2 separate regions of the Pan troglodytes genome follow, and region 2 is linked to region 1. A link is a contact called in public capture Hi-C data. All regions are on one chromosome and are shown on one strand. Each heading gives the region's core, a stretch centred on a gene start, on an enhancer-like site or on the middle of the called end of the contact. The rest is flanking DNA. Distances are from core to core; before and after follow the strand shown. Region 1 overlaps MAP3K1 (mitogen-activated protein kinase kinase kinase 1). Region 2 has its middle 49 kb from the start of ANKRD55.

Region 1 (7,941 bases), core at 3,893-6,392:
GTTATTGCTAAAATATTTAAAAGTTTTGTATTATTAAATAATGTTTTCAGAGAATACTTGCTATTCAGCCAATTAACACTCATTATTTGGCTGGACGCAGTGGCTCATGCCTGTAATCCCAGCACTTTAGGAGGCCGAGGCGGGTAGAACACCTCAAGTCTGGAGTTCAAGACCAGCCTGGCCAACATGGTGAAACCCTGCCTCTACTAAAAATACAAAAATTAGCTAGGTGTAGTGGCATGTGCCTGTAATCCCGGCTAACTGGGAGGCTGAGGCAGGAGAATCGTTTGAACTTGGGAGGCGGAGGTTGCAGTGAGCCGAGATCAGGGCACTGTACTCCGGCCTGGGTGACAGAGCAAGGCTCCATCTCAAAAAAACAAAAAACAAACAAACAAACAAAACGCTTATTTAAGTAACATGAGTAGATGTCAATGGCAAGTTACACAATAAGAGAAACTTTGACTTTAAAACCAACTTTACCATAGGCCAATTGATGTAAACAAGTGGGAAAGTTCCTATGGCATATTTCTGGTCACAAAAACATCACCAAACTTCTAGAGACCCCAAACACTTCTAACACTAAACACTGAAAAAATGTGAGCTGTAACATACATTTAAGAAACATTAACAACAAGATGATTATTTACCCACTTATTCCAGTTCAGGGTCACAGGTGGCCAGAGCCTGTCCCAACAATTCAGGGTGCCAGACTTGAACTAGCCCTGGGTAGGATGTCATCCCGTTGCAGGGTGCATTAACAAACACCCACATTCTCTCAGTCTGGGTCCTTGCAGACATGACAATGAACCTAACGTGCACATCTTTGGGGTGTCAGGGAGAAACCGGAGTACTGAGAGAAAATCCACTCAGAGATGGGGGGAGTATACAAACTCCATACAGACAGTAGCCTCTGCCAGAAGAGATTTTTTATCCTCATCAACTTTTTAGCAAAATTGTCCAAAATGTTCAACTAAATGACATTATTGAAGGATCTGCTATACTTTACACTGGAAAAATAAAAGGCAACTAACCATTGGTTAATATACCTGACACTATATATGTATTTTTTCACTTCAGGATCTTAATCTATCACCACTCATGGATTATACCATTAATCTGTACATATAAGCAAGGATAAATCAATTTAGCATACAGTCCACCTCCTTTAAATACCACTCATGACTTGCATAATCCAATCGACAAGTGGAAAAAGCTGGAGATGGCTGATGCCTAGCAGTCAATTAAGCCATAACATCAAAAATGTCCCAATATACTAAAAATAATGACTATGCGAAATTCTCAAATGATGTCCTTTAATTCTGATACTGGTGTGTTTGCTGCTGTTCATGTACTCAACCTTTCACTAATGAGATACTATTGTTAGGAACTACAAAAAGAGCACCATATGGATTACTCTGAAGTAGGCCTTTGGATTCGCAACTTGACCTCAGGAATCCCTCCACTGACCTATGGCCAAGTTGTGATCAAGCAATCTCTGTACTAATATTATTCCCTAGAAAAACGAAGTCTCCCCAGAAGATCTCGACCAATGTCATATGCTCTTCAATCCCCTTCAATTATTTTTTGGAATAGTTCATTTCCTCCCAGCCATTTGCTCCTAGCTCACAACAAAACAAAACAAAAAACCTTCTGGGCCAGTGAGTACATTAACATGATGGTAAGGTTTTGAGACTTGCCAAGTGCTGAATCATGTTTATGCTTAGGTTTTGTTTCTACACCTGGTTTTGGGGGCATAAACTCCCTCTAAGAATCCTAGCTACCCTAGTCAATCCACTGGAAGACGGGATCACTGCCCAGCAAATGCCACCCACTAAGGATTCAAAGTGAAACAAGATTCTTTGAACTGAATGGAAGAAAACAAAAGCTCTTCATTCAGTAGGTGGCACTCTTTCCTTAAAAATGTTAACTCAGGCAATCATTAATACCAAAGATGTCATCTGCCCACTAATCACTTGAAAGAGAAGGCACATTAACTCTAACATCCTGTCCTAAATATAGTCTGAATCATTACTGTCTTCCTAAATAATGTCTTCCTCATTTCAGTGAGATCCTGGAGTTGTTCATAAATATGCCAATTTCTTTTCACTATAGCAAAAGCTACAATTTCATAGAACCAAATAATTGCATTTACTTTAAACTGGCAGGTTTTGACTTATGACTTTTCCTGCTATATGCTTCAAAAGACATTCATCATAACTGTTTTCTAATTTTAATGATTTCAGATATAAATGACAATTTGAATGGAAATGGGGCAAAGAACTGTACTTGTAACACAGAAATTGTATTACTCCATTTTAAAACAAGACAGCTCTTTTTCATAGGCATGCATATGAATATTCTTTTTAAAAGAACAGCTTTGACTCAATTCATCATCACTCTGACTGATACCGGACCAAAGTTATCAACCTGAAAACTTTTAAACTGAAAAATGAAAACAGACTGACAGCTAATAAAATGTGACTTTGCCTAGCATACAGAAGAAGCAAAAAATAAAAATAAAACCCTAGTTTATCTAGTTTTCCTTAGGCATATTTCTTGGTGTCAGTACTCTGTAGGGTTCACCTCATTAACTGAAGCTCTAGGGTCCCCTTGGAGAAACCATCCCAGGTGCTGCCTTCAGCCTCCCCCGCTGGCCACGTCCCCTAAAACTCAGTGTGAAGAAATCTTCCTCAGTCCTCACTCAGCAAAGAGCACTGCTATAATGGTCTCTTATCTGTTTCCCACTCTTGACTTTGAGATCCGTGAGGACAGAAATGGGTCTCAAGCTTATGTCTCCTGCCCCAGCAGAAAGCTTGGCACAAGGGTGGTAGTCAATAAATATGTACTGAATAAAATAATGGATTAATCTTTTCCCCTTGGACTTTTACTTGAGAACAAAGCCTTTGTCTTACTCATCTTTCATCCAGACTCCCAAATGCCCAGTATTTGTACATAGGAAGCTGTGAGGAAGCAATGCCTTTCCAATATGAACTTCTACGCCAGAAAGATCTCCAAGATGTAAATAAGCTTCACTGAGGCCTTTGTGTATGCCAAGTATCCACTGTTAGTCCTGGGGCACTGCAGAAAGAGGGAAGAGCTCCCACACCACTCTTGGGAAAAATGACAGCTTTCAACCCCAGGAAAAGACTAAGAGATGGTCAGTAAAGAAGCTAAGAACCGTGAGTCTAGACTCATACATATTTCAATGAAAACCTAACTTAGGAACTTACCCATGTCTATAATTTTGTTAATGGCTGTTGATTTTTCCTGTGGTAAGTAGGAGTAAAATGCCTTGAAGAAAACCCTCAGAGATTCAAAGATCTTGTGGCTGGGAGGGGAGATGCAAAAGCCATGAAGTGCATCCTATTAGGGAAGCAACCCAAGAGGAAGAAAGGGAACTAGCTCAGAGGGTCAGTGAATGGGCATGTCTGGGGGGCAGTGCTGGAATTCCGAATCCAAATTCCTCACACCTAGATTCTCCTAGCTTAAGGTGGGGGGATACTGCTGGCAGGATACATTTGAAACCACAGCATAAGCATAAAAAATGGAGCATCTATTTTCTAGAGTGTCAATTTTATTCCAAGATTTCTGGGAGGAATACCCTGTGATGGTTTTATGTCAAAGATACAAAGGTGGCTAAAATACAAAATTCAAATGGATTAAGGTAAATCAAAAGACTTGAGACTTGAATCGATTGTGTTCACTGTTCCAAGTAAGCATTACTAGGATGACAGTCTGCACGGACACTCCTGGGTCCTTTTCCTTCAGTCCCCTAAAAGAAGTATGCTGGATGGATGGGGCCAAAATGTTTGACAATAGGCTGAAGCAGCTGTTCTCAACAACTCTGCCATCATAATATGACAGTCACATACACAAGACAAAACTTCAATAAACTGTTTAGGGAGTGCCACACAACTAGCCTCATGTAAACAGTAACAAGTCACCCCCGACCCGAAGCAGAGACAAGATAAACCGCACAAATGCCCAAAGCGTTAATCACATCTCTACCACTTTCCCCATCCAAGAAAGCCTATCAGTATGCAAGAGAATAAGTAATATCTACATGGGTATTTCTAAATAGGTCCGAAATTAATTCTCTAAAAACTAATCACTTTAACACTCTGACATTATTACCAAAAAAAAGGTAATTCCTGAATTACCTTCCCACGTGCACTGCCACACCCATGTCATCAGCACCAAAATTTGACTGGCTGCTAGTCAGGTACACATGCTGACCAAGTTGAAATATGGAGAGAGAGTATTTCTATGAGGTATTTAAAAGCGACAATTAGGAAGAGGGTAGACAAACACAAGAGCCACTCAGAGGGCTCGGACAGAAAACAATTCTCTGAACAACCTGGGATAGGGATGGTCCTTTACAGGAACTGCTCACATCAACCTCAGTCGAGTCCACAAACCAAGCAGAAATCATGAAATGGGTTCTGAGCACACTTACAAACACGTTTTTGTTAGAACATTATCTCTCTGAGAGCAGGGATTTGTGTCTGTTTCATTACTGCCATCTTCCTAGTATCTGCATACAGCCAATTCTTTACAAAATTTGTTGAGTGAATGTTTTGTTATACCACAAGCTACAATTTAAACAAAGAGAACACAAACATTTCTAACTACAAATTTCCTATTTCAAAGGTATAGCTAGCTTTTCATTAGACTGGCTTCCTATTAACCATCAATTGACCCCCTCCAAGCCGCCATCTCCTTGAGAAATGACATTTCAGAAAAGCATGCTCACTACTTTAACCACAAATAAAACTTTTTCCTCTCTGTGCCATCTCTTCAGCTTGTAAAATTCCCCCCCTTTTTATCTTAAAACAAAAAACCACCAAACCCCAAAATGCTTCATCTTTGCAAACATTCTAGCTTCTATTTCTCTCCCATCTCCCTCCTTCTCCAGGTTTCTCCAGAGTAGCCTATGATTCCGCACCTCCCCTTCATCCCTCAGTAAAGTACGTCCCACTCCCATCACTCCATTAACCCACGTCCTCAGTAGCCCTCAACCAGCAGCATCCCTACTGCGGACCACTGGCTCCTTGGAAAAAGTCCTCTTCCTACCTTCCTGTCTCCTCTTCCCTGCCTTCCTGTCTCCTCTTCCCTGCCTTCCTGTCAACTCTTCCCTGCCTCCTTGTCTCCTCTCCCCTGCCTTCCTGTCTCCTCTTCCCTGCCTTCCTGTCTCCTAACCTGCAGTGGTCTCAGGCTCCTCCGTAGGATCCTCTTCAGCTCTTTTCCAGGAAATACTGGCATTCTTCAGGGAGGAAGCTGAGCTAGTATTTCCCTGCTACCCTTTCTAAGGTATGGATGTGATCCTGGGCCTGCCCATCAAGGAATTAAGATTGCCAACAGAACTATCATTCACTTCTCAACCCTTAGCATCTGTGCCAGATTCTAAGCCATCCAAGGTTCAACGGAGCAAAGGTTCCATTGGAGAGAAACACTGGAGGCCATGAAACTTCAAGCCTGCAGGTGGAATTACCACTAATAAGTAATTAACTTGTATAAAATAAGATACTTAATTTTATATCTTATTACTTGTTATGACTTATTATAATAATATCTAAAATTAAGTATCTTATTTTATACAAGTTATTCTCTTAAAAGCTGTATATAAGTAAAATATACACAATAAAATCATTTTCAGGAACCTGACACCATCACCCTTATTCTGGCTGGGGTGTCAACTCACATTTTAATTTAAAAGGCTTTCTTAAAGCACAACAATATTTCTCTCATCTTTTTTCTTTCTTTGTTTTGAGATGGAGTCTTGCTCTGTTGCCCAGGCTGGAGTGCAGTGGCATCATCTCAGCTCACTGCAACCTCCGCCTCTCGGGTTCAAGTGATTATCCTGCCTCAGCTTCCCGAGTAGCTGGGATTACAGGCACCTGCCACCATGCCCAGCTAATTTTTTGTACAGTACAGACGGGGTTTTACCATGTTGGCCAGGCTAGTCTCGAACTCCTGACCTCGTGATCCACCCAAAAGCAAATTAACAGGCAGTATTCAACAAGCTGTCCTCATATCCAGGCATACACATAGAATCCTGTCACATCCAGGTAGAACCTACAACTACTCTTCAGTTTCCTCCAAGAGTTTCTTATGAAATTAGCTACAAGTAATCAATAACTAGCTAGAGAACACAAGAATTAAACTCTCTTTTTATCTCCCCTGGCTCCAGCATTTACCTAGGGCTCACTCAGTTCCTAGCACAGTACATACACATAGGAAAGTATGTCAATAAACAAGTGCTGAGCTGAAGTGACAGTGTTTAAGTTTCCAACCATAAGCAGTTCACATAAAAGACTTATGGGCCAGCAAACTACTATTATTGAAGAAAAAATAATGGCATGTCAGAGACACAGTTAAGGATAAAGATATTTATCTTGCCTTGAAGGAGATTTCAGTTTTACCTGAGTGACCTTTCTATAAACTAAAAGATAATCTCCTTTGTTGGGAAGGCATAGGGGTCAGGAAGATTACTGAATTCTCTCAGTCACTAAGCTCTTTTATAATTATCAAAGAAGGTGCCTGCTGAACACAAAATAAAGGCCCCACATGTGACAGGCAGGCATTCGTTAACTTATTTCACTAGTAAAGAACAACCACCAGTAACAGAATAAATGAACAGAAGTCCATCTAGGCATAACTTAATACTAGATGCTGGCCTTAGATATCATCTTTACTCAAATTAAAGGGCATTACCAACCAAGAATAATTAATTCTTTTAATTAAAACACATTAATTAAAAGAATGCTGAAGTGTGAAATAAGCCTAAATTTAAAATAACTGGAAATGAAAACCAGCTTTCCCCGCCCCCGCCAAGGCTCATTTGTAAAGAGCTTTAACAAGTGTGTCTTGTTGTAAAGACACACATTTCAGAATGCCTAAGCTACTGCAGGAAGCTCCCTGGGAGCATGCACAGAGATACTCAGGTGTGAGTTGAGGCACTGTGGGGGAGGGAGTGTGTGCATAGACAGCAGGAGGTCATGAGCGTTCACTCTCCCCTTACTACTGTGCAAGGCTGCGTAGGCACCAAATGTGAAGCATGTCAGACAGTCTGGGCAGGCACTCTGTGAAGTACTCCAAAAGTGTTAACAATTACTGCTTTTAATGTATGTGCACACCAAGCATATCTCCAATTTTGCTGGCAAAAAAAATGTATGTATTAACAAAGTTCAACCATATTTTTCCCTGAAGCCACGTCTCTTCCCTGGCATTGTAAAAACACTGAAATTTAAATGTATTTGTGTTTATAACTTGCTTTATTTTAGAAGAACTTCATATAAAAACAAAAAAATGATGGCAGAGCACGGTGGCTCACGCCTGTAATCCCAGCACTTTGGGAGGCTGAGGCAGGCGGATAACAAGGTCAGGAGATCAAGACCATCCTAGCCAACATGGTGAAACCCCATCTCTACTAAAAACACAAAAATTATCTGGGTGCGGTGGTGCATGCCTGTAATCCCAGCTACTAGGAAGGCTGAGGCAGGAGAATCACTTGAACCCAGGAGGTGGAGGTTTCAGTGAGCTGAGATAGCCCCACTGCACTCCAGCCTGGTGACAGAGCGAGACTCCGTCTCAAAACAAAAACAAAACAAAACAAAAACTTAAAATGCTTCACTAATGTTTTCTGTATTTTTGGAAGACCTAAATAGATAATTTAATTTAAAAAGTCATCACTACATATGATTTTGACTTCATAATACACTATGTGAAGAATGAATAAAAGCTAAGACAAAGAAATGAATAATTTTTCCAAGATAATAAAATTTGTGCTCTGATTAAACAAACTTACCTCTTGATTTAAAAAAAAAATGCAGAGATAATCATAAAGGTTAAGAACGCAGGCTTGAAGTCAAACTGCTAAGGTTCAGTTTCAGGCTTTGCCACCCACTAGCTGTGCTACCACCTTGCCAGGATACCTCACCT
Region 2 (7,941 bases), core at 4,019-6,518, 560 kb after region 1:
AGCAAAGAGACTTCCTGAAGGTCACATGGCAAGTGAATGACAGAACTAGGGCCAGAATCAAGGTCCCTGACTATTCTTCAGTCACTCAGCAGACATTCATTGAGTGACTAGAATCTGCTAGGCACCACTCCGGGTGCCAGGTGTCCATTGCTGTCCTTAGAAGCAAGCTGCGCTGCTCTGCTGGGGCTTCCCTGCTCCCCTTTCCTGGATGCTTTTCATTCCCAGCCCCAGAGTCTAACCCCGAGACCTCCAGGGCCACTCACCACAGCATTCCTGAAGACTTAGAAGAGGTGCTTTTGTGTGCAGCCCTTTCCTCCAAGACCCTGGAATGCATGTTCGCAGAACTTGCTGATTTATAGCCATGTTGCCTTTCAAAGAATTCCCTGGCCTGCGTTAAGTCAACAGATTTGAGAAAAGGCTTGTTAAAAGTTCTGTCACGGGAGCCAGTTGTTCCTTGTGTTCGCAGGATGCTTTCTTTAACCCTGGGTCCTGCTCAGGCCAGTAACAGCACACCCTGGGCCTACAACTGCTCAGGATCTGTGTGTAAGACATGGAAACTCTGTCATATAAATGTATTTAGTGCTCCTCCGTCGAATAGCCCTAAGCCCTGTCATATAAATGTATTTACTGCCCTTCCCTCGAATAGCCCTAAGCCTCTATTCTCTCATTTATCATTCTTTGTTTTTTACTGCCTTAATGGTTTTTGTGATCATATTAGCCTATTTTCTATTTTTATCCTCTTGTCATTCTGCCCATCAACTGAGAGCAGTGGCCATATCCTGTTTGTACATGCCGACCTTTCTGAAAACCATTCATTCATTCATTCATTCATCCACCCACCCATCCATTCAACAATCCTGGCCCTGTCCTGGGAACTGAGGATGCAGCAATAGAGAAATAAAGATGGCTGCTGCCTGCCAGGTGCACTGCCCAGATCCTTGTTCAGGGTCACTCTGCTCATTCCCCAGCTGCCAGGATTGTTACTGGCTGATGACCCACATTGAGTCCTCCCTATGAATTGCCCTTGGCCAAAGGGAGCTGTGTCCCCTTCCTGGGGACACTCTGCATCCAATGACTGGCTGATTTGGGGCCCGCCCCCTTTGTCTCAATTCAGGACATCCCTGAAGCACTTCCCCAGCCTCAGGGCTCCCCTGGGAATCAGTGGAGACCTCTGTTGCAACTGAATCACAGTTCAAGTCCTCTCTGTGCCCAGTCTTGCTTCCTTCACACCCTGTGGCTGCTGTGCCTGAGAGCACCCGCCGCCATAACCCTCCTTGCACGCAAATCTCCAGCTCAGAGTTTTGTTCCCAGGGAAGTCATCCTATGACACCTGCTATCATGAAGCTTATATACTAAGAGTGATAGAAAATAAACACAACAAATAGTAACACAGTTATGTGAAAAATTACATTGCTGTGGGAAGAAATAGAGTGGGGTCAGGGGATCAGGAATACAGATTGGGAAGATGATTAATTTTTCATATTCAATAGAATGATTGGACTGGCATCTCTGAGAATGTGACAGTTGAGCAAAGACTTGAAATTAGCAAACTGAATGTCCAAAAGCTTCTGAATCCAAAATTGAGCCTGGATCAGTCAGGATTTCCCAGAGAAACAGCACCAATAGGATGTGAATGTGTGTATGTGTGTGTGTGTGTACATATATGTGAATATGTACATGCATACACACTCAGATCTGTTTCAAGGAATTGGCTCATGGGATTGTGGAGCCTGGCAAGTCTGAAGTCTGCAGGGAAGGCCAGCAGCTGGAATAGGTGGGAGTTGATGCTTTAGTCTTAGGGCAGAATTTCTTCTTCTCTGGGAAACCTCAATTTTTGCTCTTAAGGCCTTCAAGGGATGAGGTGAGGCCCAACCACATTATGAAAGATAATCTGCTTTACTTATAGTCTACTATTTGTGAATGTTCATCACATCCCCAAATACCTTCACAGCAGCACCTAGGTTAGTATTTGATTAAGCATTGGGTACTATAGCCTAGCCAAGCTGACACAGGAACCTGACCATCACACCTACTCTGTCCCACAGGTACATATCCCAACACCTTTCCCTGCTTTACTTTTCTCCTTAACACCCATCAAGAGCTGACATTCTGTATATTTTACCCTCCCCAGTGTCTTACACCAAGCCCACTTCATTCATTTATGTAGTACCTGTTTATTCTCTTGAAAACATATAAGTTGGTAGCCTTCCAGTGTGAGTATCCCCAAGAGAAAATACGCATCAAAAATTAAGAACTTAGAAATGATAGTTGAGGTGGAGGAACTTCCAGCAGTGGCAGCTCAAGTGGCCAAGACAAGGTGGGTCAAAGTCAGGGTGATGGTCATGGTCCTAGACATGGCAAGAAGGATGACAAGGACAAGAAAAATAAGTAGTAACCTCCTGTACCAACTAGAGTGGCGGAAAAAGAAGAAAAAAACAAAGGGACAAGATGTTGCCAGTAAACTGCCACTGGTGACCCTTCACACTCAGTGTCGGTTAAAATTACTGAAGTTAGAGAGAATTAAAGACTATCTTCTCATGGCGGAAGAATTCATTAGAAATCAGGATCAAATAAAACTATTAGAAGAAAAGCAAGAGGAGGGAAGATCAAAAGTGGATGATCTGAGGGGGACCCCAATGTCAGTAGGAAACTTGGAAGAGATCATCAATGACAATCATGCCATTGTGTCTACATCTGTGGGCTCAGAACACTATGACAGCATTCTTTCATTTGTAGACAAGGATCTGCTGGAACCTGGCTGCTCGGTTCTGCTCAGACACAAGGTACATGCGGTGATAAGGGTGCTGATGGATGACGCGGGTCCCCTGGTCACAATGATGAAGGTGGAGAAGGCCCCCCAGGAGACCTATGCCAATACTGGGGGGTTGGACAACCAAATTCAGGAAATTAAGGAATCTATGGAGCTTCCTCTCCCCCATCCTGAATATTATGAAGAGATGGGTACAAAGCCTCCTAAAGGGGTCATTCTCTGTGGTCCACCTGGCACAGGTAAAAATCTTGTTAGCCAAAGCAGTAGCAAACCAAACCTCAGCCACTTTCTTGAGAGTGGTTGGCTCTGAACTTATTCGGAAGTACCTAGGTGATGGGCCCAAACTCGTACGGCAATTGTTTCAAGTTGCTGAAGAACATGCACCATCCATCATGTTTATTGATGAAATTGAAGCCATTGGGACAAAAAGATATGACTCCAATTCTGGTGGTGAGAGAGAAATTCAGCAAACAATGTTGGAATTGGAACTGTTGAACCAATTGGGTGGATTTGATTCTAGGGAAGATGTGAAAGTTATCATGGCCACAAAACAAATAGAAACTTTGGATCCAGTACTTATCAGACCAGGCCGCATTGACAAGAAGATCGTGTTCCACCTGCCTGATGAAAAGACTAAGAAGCACATCTTTCAGATTCACACAAGCAGGATGACACTGGCCAATGATGTAACCCTGGATGACTTGATCATGGCTAAAGATGACTTCTCTGGTGCTGACATCAAGGCAATCTGTACAGAAGCTGGTCTGATGGCCTTAAGAGAACATAGAATGAAAGCAACAAATGAAGACTTCAAAAAATCTAAAGAAAGTGTTCTTTATAAGAAACACGAAGGCATCCCTGAGGGGCTTTATCTCTAGTGAAACACCGCTGCCAACAGGAAGATGGTTGGGAGATTTCCCAACCCCTGAAAGGGATGAGGTTGGGGGAGTTGCCCAGAGGAATCCCTGTTCCCATTGATTTTTATTAGCAAAGCATCCTGTGTGTATTTTGGAGTACGATGTGTAAGTGCCCAATGTGTGGCCTTCATCTGTCGGTCACTGTGCAGCACTCTGCTTCCAAATAAAGCATGCTCTTTCACAAAAAAAAAAAAAAAGATGGTTGATGCTGAACAAGAGGTGGTCTCAGGTGGGTAACATGAAAGTGCTGGTTAATGTCCCGAGTTAATGGGTTCAGAGATTTCAAAGGAAGATGAAAATTTGACTTGAGAAGTATTTTTTACCTTTCCAAGGTTTCATCTGACAGAGCAAGCCACTTGGACACAAAATGAGTTTACAAGAGCAGCAAACAGAACCAAACCTGAAAGCATCGCCAGTCTCTGTGTTGGGTCCATTTGAGCACCTTGATGCCAACTCTTTAAGCCTGGGTGGGAGGCAAGACTACCTAGAGTTTCTTTACTTTTTAAGTATGTGCAATCTGATGACCCCTTCTCTCTCATCAGGTTCAGCTTTGTCTGACCAGTACCTAAGGCAAATGTTGGCCTCACAAACTTTTCCAAACACCAAGCATTTAATAAGAGTATCAACTCTGGCTCATGCAAAAGTGGGTGACTAGTAGAAATAATGGGGACAGAAACAGAGGTGTTCTTGTCATCCGATCATCCCTTTTCCTGGAAAATTTGAATATTTTCCATAAAATTATTATACAGTTATTCACTTTAAAGCTGTTCTCAAATGTCCATAGAGGCTCAGTCATGAACGGATATTCATTGAGGCTTCACACTGTCTGGGCATGTCAGGAACCATCCATGTAATAAATAGACATGAGCACACATCTATGAAAACTTAGCTGGTTACTCAAGACAATGTGTGTCCAAGCATAACCTGGAAATTCGTCCCATGAGGACTCAGAAGCAGGAAAGAAAATGTCACTGTTAACTGATGTGCATAGAAAAGGCTTCATTGATGGAAGAAGAATAGAACTCAGGCAGAGAAGAGGAAAGAAGGGCCTCTGGGTGGGAAGGCACCCAGAGCAAAGGCACCCAGGTGGGAATGCATATGCATATTAGGATGCAGAATTCTCTCCATTATACCTAAGGGTCAAGGAGGTGGGAGCAATGTAAGAACCGAAAAATGTTTTCAGATGTAGAATTAGCATATATAAAGGAATAAGATTTTTTTCTGATTTATAAAAATATTCCTGAAGTTCTTCTAAAATTAAGCAACATTTAGTTTAAGATCTAACGAATCACTCTTTTAGAAAAGAAAATAATTATATGAGAAAAGAATCCTCTCCCCTCATTGTATGAGCTGTTAATTCTCCATTGTTCTCTGCGTGTTGGTTATTTATCTATTGTCTCTTGGATCCAAGCCCACCTTTCTATACTCTGCTCTTAGTTATGGTAAGCCGTCTGGTTCATTTCCCCTTAGATGCTGCCGGCAGAAGCCTTAGAGTGTGACTGGAGGTTGGGAGGAAGGAAAGGGACCCTCCTTCCTGGTCTTTGCACTTTCTGGGAGTGTCTCTCCAGCAGCAGTATTGCTCCAGCAGCATAGTTGGCTCCAGCTTTCAGTAGCCCCAGAACCAGCCTCCCATTCCCCCTGGCAGGCACTAGCAACAGCCAGGCAATGCCCATCTCCAGGGGGTTGAGCTCAGTCAATGGGTCTGCCTCTGAGCCACTTGGTTCTGCTAACTCTACCTCTTGACTGTTGTTTCCCCAGGCCTAGAGTATGTAACTGATTTGTCAAATTAATTTTATTTTTTTAAAGATAAGTTCATGTAACATAAAATTCACTGTTTGAAAGTGTACAATTCAGTGATTATTAGTAAATTCATAATGTTGTGCAACCATTACCATGATCTAATTCTACTATGTCTTCATCACTCCAAAAAGAAACCCTGTATCTCCCAGTTACCACCAATTACCTTTTTTTACTTTGCAGTCAACAAGTGTTTCCTGGAGAGATACCCCTAGACTGTGTAAACATCCCATTCTTTACTCAACTTTCACCTTCCAGCTTTCAAATCTATTGATGCATTTTGCCTAAAATAATTACTATGGTTCTCAAATTGCTCTAAGTCCTTAATTTTTTCAGCATTCATTAGCTGGCATTCTACTTTAGGAAAGAGCATTCTCTTTCCATTTATGTGTTCATTTGCTTGTTATATCAGGATAGACTCATGGATATCTATTTTAATCAATGGGATATAATCTAATACTGTGGTTACTTGGACACACAAATCATCCCAGATTGGGCCAGCTGGCACCCCTTCCGGCTGTCCCATGTCCTCTATGTTGCCATCATTATTTGATTACTTTCTTACCTTCTGGCACAACAAGATATTTTAAACTTGGCATATTTTTCCTGGTCCACCTGTGAGATCTGCCATTTCTCCAAGGAATTCTGGTCCATATTCATGGAAAAATAGTATAATATTTAGAAACTAAATTCTAGGTAGGATCTTTGTTATTGGATTTCACTACTCCCAAGATTTCTCTAGTACAAAGCTAGGAAATGTATGTATTTGTGTACATGTGTGAATGTGTATACATACGCACACATGAAGATATAAAGTGTATGCACAGACTCACAGAAATGTATATCAACGTTTTGTTTCTTTATCCAATCCCACATAGTGCAAACTCTAAATTTACACCTAAACTTCTCATCCTAATCCCATAGACCACAGCGTTCATTCTAGCTTTCTCCTTTCCTATGTTTATTACTCTTTTCTTGCAGTGAAACCTGGCTCCCACCGCCTCATTATAATGACTTATTTCCTCAGCCCTCCTGCCCACTGCTTTTACTCCATCTCCCAAGCCCAGAGAGCTAGCACCCCCATTTAGCCATCTTCCTTGCATGGCCAGAAACCCCATGGGGCCGATAATCTATCTGAAAACATTTCATTAATGATAAAAATATATATTGTGATCTAATGACTTAAACCTATTTCCTTTGCAGAAAGTGTTGCAAATGTTATAATACAGCAAACTCCTTGAATGTGTGTGTCTTCCAGTAACTTTGATAGACTGGCCAGGGTGAAAGTTAATCCATGAATGTGATAGAGTGTTTTCTCTGAGAAAAGCTAACTTTATGCCTTTAAATCCATGAGTTGTACATGAACATGACATGAGCAAACATGTATTGTTCAATGGTTCCTGGTGGCCACTGTTTTTATTCTGGATTTTTGCTTCATAAAAACGATAAATCTGATGTTACAAGCTTTCTAAGAAAGCTCACATTTTTCCTAAGGCTCAAAATTGAAAGGAAAAAGATGGTGCATGGCTTCATGAGCCACTTAGTACTGCAATTCAACTGTTAAAAATTACAAACAAAAATTTTATTTAATTTCTTGCTTGCCCTTAATAGGAAAGGCATCTTTAAAGGATTGTTGACTATAGTTTCTGGAACGGTTCATACTGGAAGATCCTCTCAGCTAATCAAACACTGCTCCTTTTTCTTTTCACTAGATGCATTGTGGCCTGAACATGAACATACATGAGGCTAAGTAATTTTTTTTTTTTTTTTTTTTTGAGACAGGGTCTTGCTCTGTCACTCAGGCTGGAGTGCAGTGGCACAGTCATGGCTCACTGCAACCTCAAGGGCTCAAGTGATCTTCCTGCCTCAGCCTCCCTAGTAGCCGGTGTGTGCCACCACACCCAGCCAATTTTTTTCATTTTTTGTAGAGATGGGGTCCCACTCTGTTGCCCAGACTGGTCTCAAACTCCTGGGCTCAAGTGATCCTCCCACCTCACTCTCCCAAACTGTTGGGATTATAGGCATGAGCCACCAGGCCTGACCAGCAATTTATACCTTCTCTGACTCTTAAACCTGCCCTGGGGCCATTGGTGTACTCATTGTATTTAACAACCAGCTTTCTGGGGTGCTGCGGGGAGAGGGGTAGTCCTGATTTGCAGTAAATGGCTATTTTTGTAGCATAAATACTCCCACCATGGCCAACGTCAAGCTACCAACATGACATCACTTAACTAGGGGCAGGGAAGAGATTACACAACTGGCTCTCATGAGCTTGTGTGAGCTACCTCCAGCCCGGATGCCCGTGTGTACCTATAAACCAACCAGAACCACCCACCCACTTAAGCATTGTCTCCAAACTGCCAGTGACTTAAAAAAAGTTCTGTACCCTAGAGAGATAAGGGTTCAGGAAACAGGCTATAGTCCTTGATTTTGGGTGTTCACATGCTTAACTCAGAG

Evidence for each region. Capture Hi-C pulls out chosen DNA fragments and counts their contacts.
Region 2: a contact with region 1 is called in a capture Hi-C map of stem cell-derived neural stem cells, with 7 times the contacts expected there. The contact joins two enhancer-like sites. A contact is called at or near these places in 6 of 7 Hi-C or Micro-C datasets (blood, induced pluripotent stem cells, a lymphoblastoid cell line and 2 more) and 1 of 1 other capture datasets (stem cell-derived neural stem cells).

What each region holds. Positions count from the first base shown.
Region 1 is chr4:57,797,684-57,805,624 of NHGRI_mPanTro3-v2.0_pri, forward strand. All of the region lies in intron 1 of MAP3K1 (mitogen-activated protein kinase kinase kinase 1), which reads right to left. Among named protein-coding and RNA genes, the nearest start is that of MAP3K1, 21 kb to the right of the region's middle. Within about 2 kb of position 5,143, at least 1 of the 24 cell types and tissues checked has an H3K27ac peak or open chromatin away from gene starts, as enhancers often do. A contact at or near this core is called in stem cell-derived neural stem cells, where this site is marked.
Region 2 is chr4:58,361,508-58,369,448 of NHGRI_mPanTro3-v2.0_pri, forward strand. It overlaps the pseudogene LOC100608916. Among named protein-coding and RNA genes, the nearest start is that of ANKRD55, 49 kb to the right of the region's middle. Within about 2 kb of position 5,269, at least 1 of the 24 cell types and tissues checked has an H3K27ac peak or open chromatin away from gene starts, as enhancers often do. A contact at or near this core is called in stem cell-derived neural stem cells, where this site is marked.